Linked DNA regions of Sus scrofa: region 1 is linked to region 2. Evidence: chromatin contacts called from public Hi-C data. All regions are on one chromosome and are shown on one strand. The core of a region is the stretch at or near the end of the contact, and the rest is flanking DNA. Distances in the headings are between cores, read along the strand shown.

The links. A called contact is a pair of places that touch in the nucleus more often than the background predicts.
Region 1: a contact with region 2 is called in a Hi-C map of skeletal muscle, with 8 times the contacts expected there. The contact joins the enhancer-like site here to the promoter of LOC106509183 in region 2. A contact is called at or near these places in 5 of 47 Hi-C or Micro-C datasets (alveolar macrophages, embryonic fibroblasts, epiblast stem cells and 2 more) and 1 of 2 datasets of contacts at active chromatin or transcription factors (skeletal muscle).

What each region holds. Positions count from the first base shown.
Region 1 is chr1:218,974,418-218,979,782 of Sscrofa11.1, forward strand. No RefSeq gene overlaps it. Among named protein-coding and RNA genes, the nearest start is that of PUM3, 17 kb to the right of the region's middle. Within about 2 kb of position 3,129, at least 5 of the 83 cell types and tissues checked have an H3K27ac peak or open chromatin away from gene starts, as enhancers often do. A contact at or near this core is called in skeletal muscle, where this site is marked.
Region 2 is chr1:218,672,696-218,677,934 of Sscrofa11.1, forward strand. LOC106509183 (histone-arginine methyltransferase CARM1-like) reads left to right here and starts at 3,757. Exons shown (of 12, transcript XM_021064264.1): 1 at 3,757-4,239. The coding sequence starts at 3,954.

The DNA of each region.
Region 1 (5,365 bases), core at 1,879-4,378, 300 kb after region 2:
TCATTAAAGAGGCATTGAACCAGGATCACTAGCCTCCGGTCTTCCAAGCTCCAAGAGGTTTTTTTGGACTGAAGTTAAGAGGTCCATGAACTGAAGTGGTAAAAGAGAGAGAGAAAATCAAATAAATCTTTATTTTCAGTAACCTCTAGCTAAAATTAATCAATTTTGTCAAGTATGACTGCAGGCTATAGGTATCTCGAAATATTTTTGCTCATCAGTTTCAAACTACAGTGGAGAGGAGGGCTGCCCCTGGATCTCGTTTACTGCCTTAATAAGGATGCACACATGTTCCTATACCTCACTTTTTCTTCAATAGGCTGATGACTGCATTTCAGTATAGTTGGCCTACTTTATCACCCTATGCATTCTAAATCCTATGCATTTAAAAACATGATGCTCTGCAGAAGTTCCTGGCAGACATCATAGAAATTGCTGTGGAGGGGTGAATGTGAATCATATTTTAAACTCAGTTTTTTCCTTCCTTTGATGCTTAGCATATACCTGGGCATATATCTGATTGAGGATTGGTTGAAGGGACTCAGCACTTGTTACATTTAAAAACTTTCTGGAGTGGGTGACACTTTAGGGTAAAATAGATCTTCTTGATATATGTGCCATTAATTCATTGAATGATGGATGAGTCACTTAAAAAAAAAAAATGATGCTGAGAAGTTCAGAAGCCTTGGCAGCCTGTTGAAAAGCTAAGAACTCCTTTGTTAAATTATCAAGAACTTGTTGGAGAAGAACAGGATCCCTTGAGTCACTCCATGCCAAGGGAGCCTGCAGAATTGCTGAAGAACAGACAGGACCCATTCACTCCTTGCCCCTGGGGCTCCAGGCATTCAGCTTTAGGAGAGACTGATAATAATCAGGACTGTCTTCTTGGGCTTAAGGCTGCTGTGGGTTTGGCGCCAGTCAGACATTTCAGGGGAAATAGTGCCATCTGGTGGCAGACTGTCTTCCTCGGCCACACACTCTGCAGCCAGGAGCATTCACTGGAAAACACCTTGACATTTAGAAGGGTCAGTGCACAAAACTCAACTCATTTCTTTCCACTGCACGTGCCCAGTCCTGCCAATTTCCCATCTCACAGATTCGATTCATGATCACATTCAAGCCAGGTTCTGCAGAATCACACTTTACGTCTCCTTTTTAGAAATGTTCAGCCGTGGGCAGTGATTGGCAGTGTTTAAATTCCAGTGACAGCTCTCTCTTCCCGAAAAAGCATTTTCAGTTGTGATAGTATTTGGAGCATTTCAAATGCAAGGTGCACTGAGAGGAGGCCTGCAGGGAGTCCATCTCTATCTGTCTGGAGGCTTCAGGTGACTTTGATCTTAGTGGACTATCTGGGTTTCTGACACATTTGCTTCCTTGCTTTGGTCAGCTTGCCTTTGAGTCATCAGTTGTGATGCTGGGTCCTCACCTGAGCTCTGCTATTTCTGATCTCCCCAGCCACTTCTAATGGCCTCCACTGCTCCCTCCCTAGTGCAAGCCATCAGCCCCTCTCAGCTTGTCATAACAGCCCCCTATCTGGGCTCCCTTCTTCTGTCTTTATCCTTTGGGTTCACTCTCCACATGGCAGGTAATGATCCTATAAAGATACAAGTCAAATCATTAACACTCCTTAGTTCAAAATCCTTCCCATTCAGTGTAAAAATAAGTCTTCACAGTATCCTCAAGGCTCTGTAACCAGGCCTGCAGATGAATCCCTGATCTCATCACCTCACCTTCAGCAACAATGCTGGCCTCTTTGCTATTCTTCAAACAAACCAGGCATGTCTCTGCCTCAGAACATTTGTACTTGCTGTTCCCTCTGCCTAAAACACTGTTCTTCCCGGGACCAACATGGCTCATTCTCTCACTTCTTTCATAGGACCAAGACTCATATTTCTTATTTTACTTTTCTCTGTGGTACTTATCACCATCTAACATTTTATGTGTTTTTATTTGTTAATTTTTATTGTCTTCCTTCTCCTGCTAGAACACAATCTCCAGGAAAGCAGTGATTGTTGTTTTCCAGTTTATTATAATATCCCTAATGTCTAAAAAGTGCCAGCTGCAGAGCAGGAAGTCCACTGTCTGTTGTCTGACTCATATTTCCTACCATTAGTAGGTCACACTCTACCTGGTGGATGGACCTTCTTTCATGCCTGAAGGGAGATCTGTCCCCCACTCACCACTCAAGACTCTCCTTGTCCCTGCTGACTGTCAGGTTCTGAGCCATGGCAGGCTCTTCTGTAGCCTTAAAGCAAGACCTCTCAAAGCAAAGGGGCCCAAATTTACTTTTTTATGTCAAATCTGAGCCAACTTTGGGACACAAGAATCACTAAATGACATTTTGACTATGATTACTTTGGGGAAGTAACAGTATACGAATTGATGATGCCTTTATGGGATGATTGTGCTTTAGTTTCTCTAGGAACTTAAAAAAAAAAAAAATGCCAGTGCTTAGACCCTTCCCCTCAGGGAATCTGACTCTATTAGTCTGAACTGGTGGTGGAGGGTCAGGCATCAGTAGTTTTAAAAAGCTACTGGGTGATCCTCATGTACATCCAGGGATGAGAAACAATGATTTAGGGCTTGACAACTGACAAAGCATTTTCATGGATATTTATATTTGCTTCTCACATTAAGTCCACATGACAGGTGGAATGGCAGGGGTTTTTGTCCCCATTTCATAGGACATCCAAGAAGATAACTGACTGGGCAGCCAGGAAGTCTAGGAGCTAGAATTTGAATCCAATTTGGGCCCCAAATCTAAGACTCTTTCCCACAAGAGTGGAGCAGAAGTCGGCTCTAAATGAGATTGTATGTCCATGCAGAACAAGCTTCTCCTTGGTAACGCACTTCTAACTGCCTTTCATTCTTCATGAGACTGCAAAACTTGAGAACAGAGACAAGGATGCCCTGCCGTATTCACTCAGATCTTAGCACCAATTTTCTAAGGAATGAAGGAATGACAAATGAACAAATGAATGAATGCAGTTATTGTGCTGTTGGCCAGTTTGCTCTGTTGTTCTCTGCAAGTTCATTGTCAGTTTTAGTACATTTGCCCTGCTTCTGTGGCTGCACTTCCCAGTGACAGTTCTATGCCAGTGCTGGTTTTGCTCCAGGAACGTCTGAGTTCACATTTGACCCAGGTCAGAGGAGCTGCCAGGAACTCTCTTTTCTTTTCCTCAGCACATTTCTGCAGCTGAAAGCTTGGCTGAGGCATCGGCAAGAAGAAATTAAATTTCTGTCTGCTAGGAGTCCCAAACCAGCAGGCTTATCAAAGGTAGAATGTCTTCAGTGGAATAATTCTCTTTCTCATCAAGTCAGCATGGAAAGAGAAGGGAAGAATGAACTTCATTAAGATGTTTTCACCCATCAATTTCTTTCCAGACAAATCTAATGGCTCCCTCCAAACTGGAAAAGTCCCATCACCTCCATTCAATGATGTTATAGCCACATTATAAGCCTGTGACTGGAGTCTGTGGACCAGTATTTCTAAACTCTGTGTTATTGACATTCAGAACTGGATAATTCTTTTGTGTGTGTGTGTGTCTTTTTTTGTCTTTTTAGGGCTGTACCTGTGGAGATTCCCAGGCTAGGGGTTGAATCAGAGTTGTAGCTTCTGGCCTATACTACAGCCACAGCAGTGTGAGATACAAGCCACATCTGTGACCTATACCACAGCTCATAGCAACACCGGATCCTTAACCCACTGAGTCAGGCTAGGGATCAAACCCATGCCCTCATGGATACTAGTCAGACTCGTTAACCACCGAGCCACGACAGGAACTCTGGAACTGGATAATTCTTTGTTCTGGGGGTGTGTCCTGTGTGTTGTAGGATTGTGGCAGCATCTCTAGCCTCTGCCTTATAGATGCCAGTCACCCCCACCCCCTTGATAGTTAATTTTGTGTCATTGTCTGGAACACACTCCTCAGCTATGTTGTCAAATGTTATTCTGGATGTTCATGTGTGGGTGTTTTGAATGAGATTAACATTTAGATTGGAGGGCTTTGGGTAAAACAGATCGTCCCTATCATGTGGGTCGGCCTCATCCAATCACTTGAAAGCCCGAAGAGAAGACAAGACTGACCTCCTCAAGCAAGAGGGCATTCTGCCAGCAAATAGCCTTTGGACTTGAACTGCAACATCAGCTCTTCCCTGGATCTCCATCCTGATGAAATTTCAACTTGAACTACCCATTTCAGACTTGCCAGCATCCATAATCACATAAGCCATTTCTTTAAAATCAGTTTCTCTCTATGTATATATACATAGATCCTATAGATTCTTTCTTAGGAGAACTCTAACTAGTATCCCCCAACAGTAACAATCCAAAATGTCTCCAGGCATTGCCAAGTGACCCCCTAGGGGCAGAATAGCCTTAGATGAGAACAACTGAAAGAGAGATGAGGTGCCACAGAGTAGCAGATGAGGCTGGTATTCTGTCATGACATAGTTCCTAGAGAGACTGACCTGGCTAGAGCAGTCCAGAATCTAATGGAAGATTTGATATCTCCTAGAGAAGGAGTTCCCATTATGGCTCACTGGAAATGAATCTGACTAGTATCCATGAGGATGTGGGTTCAATCCCTGACTCGCTCAGTGGGTTAAAGATCTGGTGTTACCGTGAGCTGTGGTGTAGGTCACAGATGTCACTCAGATCCCATGCTGCTGTGGCTGCAGTGTAGACTGGCAGCTGCAGCTCTGATTCTACCTTGAGCCTGGGAACTTCCATATGCTGCTGGTGCAGCCCTAAAATATGTTTATACACACACACACACACACAAACACACACACACACACACACACACACACACCCCTCCAGGATATATGTATATATATATGTATATATCCTGAAGGTGTTCTCTGTGTGTAATTCATCTGGAGTTTGTTCCAGTCTGACCTGACAGTAGATATCTTAAGGAATCACTGGAATATCTTAAACTGAATCAGCCATAGCCCTGAACCATAAGTCTCCCTTCTAGGAAAACTGTATTGTATTTGCCTGAATTTTAAAAAAATTTATTTCATTGAAGTATAGCTGATACAATGCTATGTTAATTTTGCTGTACAACAAAGTGATTACATTATTTATTATTGAATTTTGAATATTGTTTCCTTTACTATAGAGTAGGAGCTTGTTGTTTATCCACTCTATATATAATAGTTTACATCTGCTTAACCCCGAACTCCCAATCCATCCCTCCTTCACTCCCCTCCTTGGTAACTATAGTCTCTGTTCCCCATGTCTGTGAGGCACTTTCTGTCTTATAGATAAGTTCATTTTTGTCATATTTTAGATTCTGCATATACATGATATCACATGGTGTTTGTCTTTTCTAATTTACTGCACTTAATATGATAATCTCTA
Region 2 (5,239 bases), core at 2,507-5,006:
AGAGTGTGTGCATCGGGTGACTCAGACTTGTCACAGTGATCATGAAAACACCGATAATACTGTTTTGAGGGTTACATATAAATTTCCCCAAGTAGTGAATTCACAAGAATAGAGTCTGCAAACAATGGGTTTTAATTCCAGCTATTAAATGGACTAGATCACATGCAGATTATTACATTGTTTCAATTACTTGTGAGTGACATCAAAATTTTTTCATGAGGTGTAGAAATTTGTTATTTAGCTGAGGCACAGATTTTTTTTTTTTTTTTTTTTTTTTTGTGGAACATCATGGTAAGTAGTGTAGTTGCCATGTTGCTGAGGATAATACTTTGAAATCAGAGGAAGGGAGCAGGAAGCACTCTGGTCTGGGTCTTTCTGCCCAGGAGGAGGGATCTGCTACCATGTGTGAGGAAAAGCGCTTGTCAAGGGTTGAAGAGCCTAGTCTAGACTTCAAGCCACTAATTAATTGGGCTGAGCCCTGGGGAGGGTAGAATATAAACAAAGTTGGACTTCTTTTTTCTCTCTCAGCTCAGCACTGGTTTGATGATGTCCTGTTGGATGACAAAGCTGAACTGAGTTTGCAGCCACAGGCATGTGCAAATGAGTTTGGCCAGAGGTCCCTTTTCCTATGTTATCTGGAGAAAGAAAATAGTGGAAAGAATCTCTTGAAGCTTTGGACATAGATTACATGCATGAACAGAGCCAATGATGCTATACTGACAACAGAGCTAGAAATCCAGGTACCAGGGTCCTCCTTCACTTCTAAGAGAATTTATTCTTTCCAGAGTATATGGAAGAGGAAGAATTTGGAGCATGGCTTTGGTTTCCCCAGGGTGATCCTCAGCCCTCCATTCAATCTCTACAAATGGCTGGCAAAACACAGTCACCCCTGGCACATGCTGAGGCTGGCAGACCAGAGAAGGAACTCAGCAGATAAGTCTGCCCAGCTGCTCTTAATAACATTCCATTGCATAATAACCTATATGGGAAAAAAGAATGGATATAAGTATGACTCACTTTGCTGTACACCTGAAACTAACATTGTAAATTTAAAAAAAAGGAAGAAGTATTAAAACAAACAAAAAACATTTTATTGCAGGTTGGTGCTGCTCTTTCTTCTTAACTATCCTGAACGGATTTTTTAAGAAAGTTTGGAGACCCTGAAAAAAAAACACTGATGACAGAAAGAGGTGGAAGAGAGGGATGGCTATTAGACCAAAAACCCCCAGAAGTTTGGGATAAACTAAAAATAGAAAGTCAAATTCAACGGTGGATCAAGTAGATGATGCAAAGGAATCTACACTATACTCAATACAGAAGAAAGACCAAATGACTCATGAACTTTGTGTTTGTACTTGTACCAGGACAAAAACTGCACAGGTGTAAATAAAACTTTGGAAGGTGAAACACTCGTGGAGGGGAAATCTAAGGGATTCTTAACCATCTGTGTGAGGGTGAGAAGACGAGGGGAAAGAAAGTGGGAACAGTTTAAAATGATGTGCTCACAATTCTGGGGACTCAAAGGCCCTGAGCTTTATCCATTTGGAAGACTGAAAAATTATCTACTAGCTTCTAACTTTGAGACATGGTGGGAATGGCTACTCATGGACTTACTTTAGTGTCTGAACTGTTGTATAGGACTTATGCCACTTCTAAGTTGTGACTTTGGGCAAGTTAGTTAACCTTTGTGCCTAGCTTCCTCATCAGTCAAAATATTATTATAGTATTTATTATAATAAAATAACTACAATACATATTATTATACATAATATATATGTAATACTATTATTATTATTACTATCATCTTATAGGGTGGTGGGGAGGAGTAAATGAATTAGTGGGTGTAACATGCTTAGAACAGTGCCAGGCATGTGGTAGGGGCTCTGTGTTAGATGTCACGCTTATAACTTGCTTTATCATCCCAGCTACCTCCTCCCTGTGGTTACCTGCTCATCTGTCATTCAGGGGATGCAAAACTGGTAAGGCTTCCAGTCTCCAGAGTCCAAGTCCCTAGCTGGGTAGACTTAGCACAGCAAATCACTCATATTCAAATGGACCCAACCTGATTTGGAATTAGAAGAAAAAGGGCCTTGCCTTTGCTGAAAGGTTGTAAATCGGTGACAGCTCCCAGTATGGAACTAAGGCCTTTCTATAAGATGGGGAGACAAGACCATCTGGTCAAACTTAATTGAGCCCCTAAATCTTGCCATGACCAAAACTTAGATTTCCTGGCTTTGTGGTGAATCATTTTGGCTTTTTGTTACAATTAGCCTAAGTTGGGTTTTTGCCCCCCAACATTAATGTGTGGGAAAGACTGCCATTATGTTTTATGGGTTTTTGTTTGTTTATTTAAGCAAGAGAACTCCAGGTTTCTTGAGTGGATGGTGGGAATTCTACCAAGGTCATTATATTGCCCTTTTAAAGTGCTTTATGAGTCATTTTCATCCATCATTCACATTTTAGTATAAATCAGTCCCCCATCCCCAGACTTACTTTCCAAGTTAAAAGCTGACAACACATGAAGGCTGGATGGGTTTTTTTGACAGGAGGGTAAAGAGCTACTTGGGAGTATGAAAGTACTTAGTGTCATCAAGGCAGGGCTTGAGAAGGTAAAAAGAAATGAGAAAGTCAGGAAAATGTTTTGAGGAGGCTGGGGAAGCAGGAGAGGCAAAATGACACCCTGAGGGGCACAATACACGGGTTCTGTGGTCTTCATACCAGAAACTCTCCACAGCTCCAACTTTTTAAAGCATTTCTGATTTCCACGGGTTTCCGAGGCAAAAATCAAAGTCGTGAGACAGTAGTAAGTGAGAATAGGATAAGAAGGAAGAGCAGGGTCTCTAAAAGATAGAGGTAAGAGAGAAGGAGGAAAGAGAAAGACTTGGGAGGGAATTAAGGGAGGAATCAGGCCACAGTGGGAACCAGGACTACATGGGAGGTGGGGTGGGGGTGGGGCGATAAAGGAAGTTAGGAATTTATTTCATAAAGCCTGGCTGCATTTAAGAGTCGAGCTGGAAATTCTGAAGCTACAGACCCCAGGGCCTTTAGGGAAACTCATTCTTAAAAGGTCAACTTGCTTGGCTAAGGACATTATCTTTATAGAATCCAAGTGGATTTACAATCTGCTTCCTCCCTACGGTCTGTCCTGTCAAGAGGTTATAGACTGAGGATACACAAGTGGGTTCAGAATTTGAAGAAAATTCCCTTAAGGCACCTGGGTCTATAACAGTGGGGGGAACTCCTGTCAGAGGAAGGACTGTTTCTTTTTCTTTACCCCCTGAAGCAGAAGACCAATTTCTCTGCAGAGAAGACAACGTGTGATACCGTTTGGAGCTTCCACCCTTTGACGCTGGAGCTAAATGGGTAGATGAGATGTTTGCTGGAGTTAGGCATCAGACTCCCTGGCCCTCCACACTCACGTCTAGCCAAATGGTTCTCAATCCAGCAGCGAGTAAGATTTCAGTCCCCAGTTAGGGGATGGGAGATGAATGTGGTCATTCATCACCAGCCAGTAGCACGAGTGCCCTGTCATTGTCAGGACCCTGTCAATGAGGGAAGAGCTCAGTGCTTAGCACCGCTGTTCACGCGTGGGCGCCAGGAGCCCCATAACCTGCCCAAGAGCAAGTGCCCACACAGCAGAAGCTCGGGCCAACGCTGTTTCCAAACTGACGCCCACGGAGGGTCCCAGCCAACAGCAGGTGTCACCCTTCTGCTTCCAAACTCCAACTGCCTCCAGGTGCCTCGAGCGCTCTCCAAACTTGTGCTGCGGAGCAGCAGCCCTGCGGAGTGACTGCGCCCTCCTGAGCATCTACTGGGCGCCCCTGTGTACCGGAGGTCGCCACGTAACAGCGGCAGCCGGGCACTGGGTGAGGTAAGGGGATGCGCAGGGCAGTGGGTGCAGCCCCAGCCGCCAGGCGCCTCCTAACTAGAAGAACGAACTTTCGGAGGAGGTGATGAAGGTGCTAGCGCTTCCTGGTCCCTCCCCTTCCCGCGGCAGGTTCTTGGCGCGCGGAGCAGCGTCGGGCCGCGCCGCTCGGGCTCCGGGCAGAGGTGCTCCCACCATGGCCGCTGCCCCCGCCCTTGCCAGGGTCCCCGCGCGCCAGCACTACCGCGTGCAACTGCGCTTCGTCACCGAAGAGCAGCTTTTCTCCACGGGGCCGCTCTTGCTCTCTAACCCGACGACTCTGCGGCTGGAGGTCCACCCGGCAGGGGAGGAGGCAGATGCTACGGTGACTGACGGTAAAGTACTGGGGCGACCCACGCACGCGAGTCCTGCTCAGGAGTGGCAGCCTTTGGGGCGCGCGACGGTGGAACAGAGGGGCGAGGGTGCGTGCTTGCGGGGCGCATGCCTGGGGCCGCGGGGCGCGCTCCTGGTAACCCTGAGCATTTGAGCCCGGCCACAGCTCGCGGAGGGGGAGTGCGAGCTAACTCACCTGTCCCAAAAAGACCCAGATGAATCCATTTGTGCATTTCTGCGCTCTGAGAACTTTGGAGCTGCGGGCAGTCAGGCTCTGAGAACTAGCCTTGGCCATAACTTAAAGATGTCAAAAGTGAGGTGCTGTCAATTTTCTACTATACAGCGAGGTGACCCAGTCACACATACATGTATCCTCTAAACCAGCTATAATGGAAAAAAAAAAAATCATCGTTTAAAAAAAAAAAAAGTGAGGCGCTGATTTTCTAGCAGGGAACCTACTTGGGAGCAGAACAAAATGGAAACCCATGCCTCCTTTCAGGGATCAAGGCTTTGTCGCTCCTCACTCCCTTTCCGAGGCAGTAGGCCAACTTGCCCCCTGAAGTTTCTGGAGGGTGAAGTTTTGAAGTGTAGGAGGGACTGAGTTGGGGGTGCACCAGTCAGAGCGGCTGTGGCGACCTGTGTGGTGTCTTCTAGGCATTACTTTGGTGTTCAAAAGGTGACCTTTACCAAGGACGTGCAAGTGCAGCCCCCTGGGTTCCTGAAGCTGATTCGTGGGTATGTTAAGGGAATGCTTCCAATCTTTGTGAGATCCTGGACCTTTTTGAGAATTCTGGGAAACCTCTAGAACCTGGGCCCAGCTAATAAGCATATTTGTGCTCCAAACTTTGGATATAAATATGAGAAAATCACACCCCTCCCTGCCCCACCTATTAAGTACCCTCCGTTCTAACAAGTGTAGGGAACAGCTGCAAGTCTTCAGACTCCTGAGTTCTTCAGACCCTAACTTGTAAGATTCTGAGTACAGTTTGAAGTGTTCTGCGT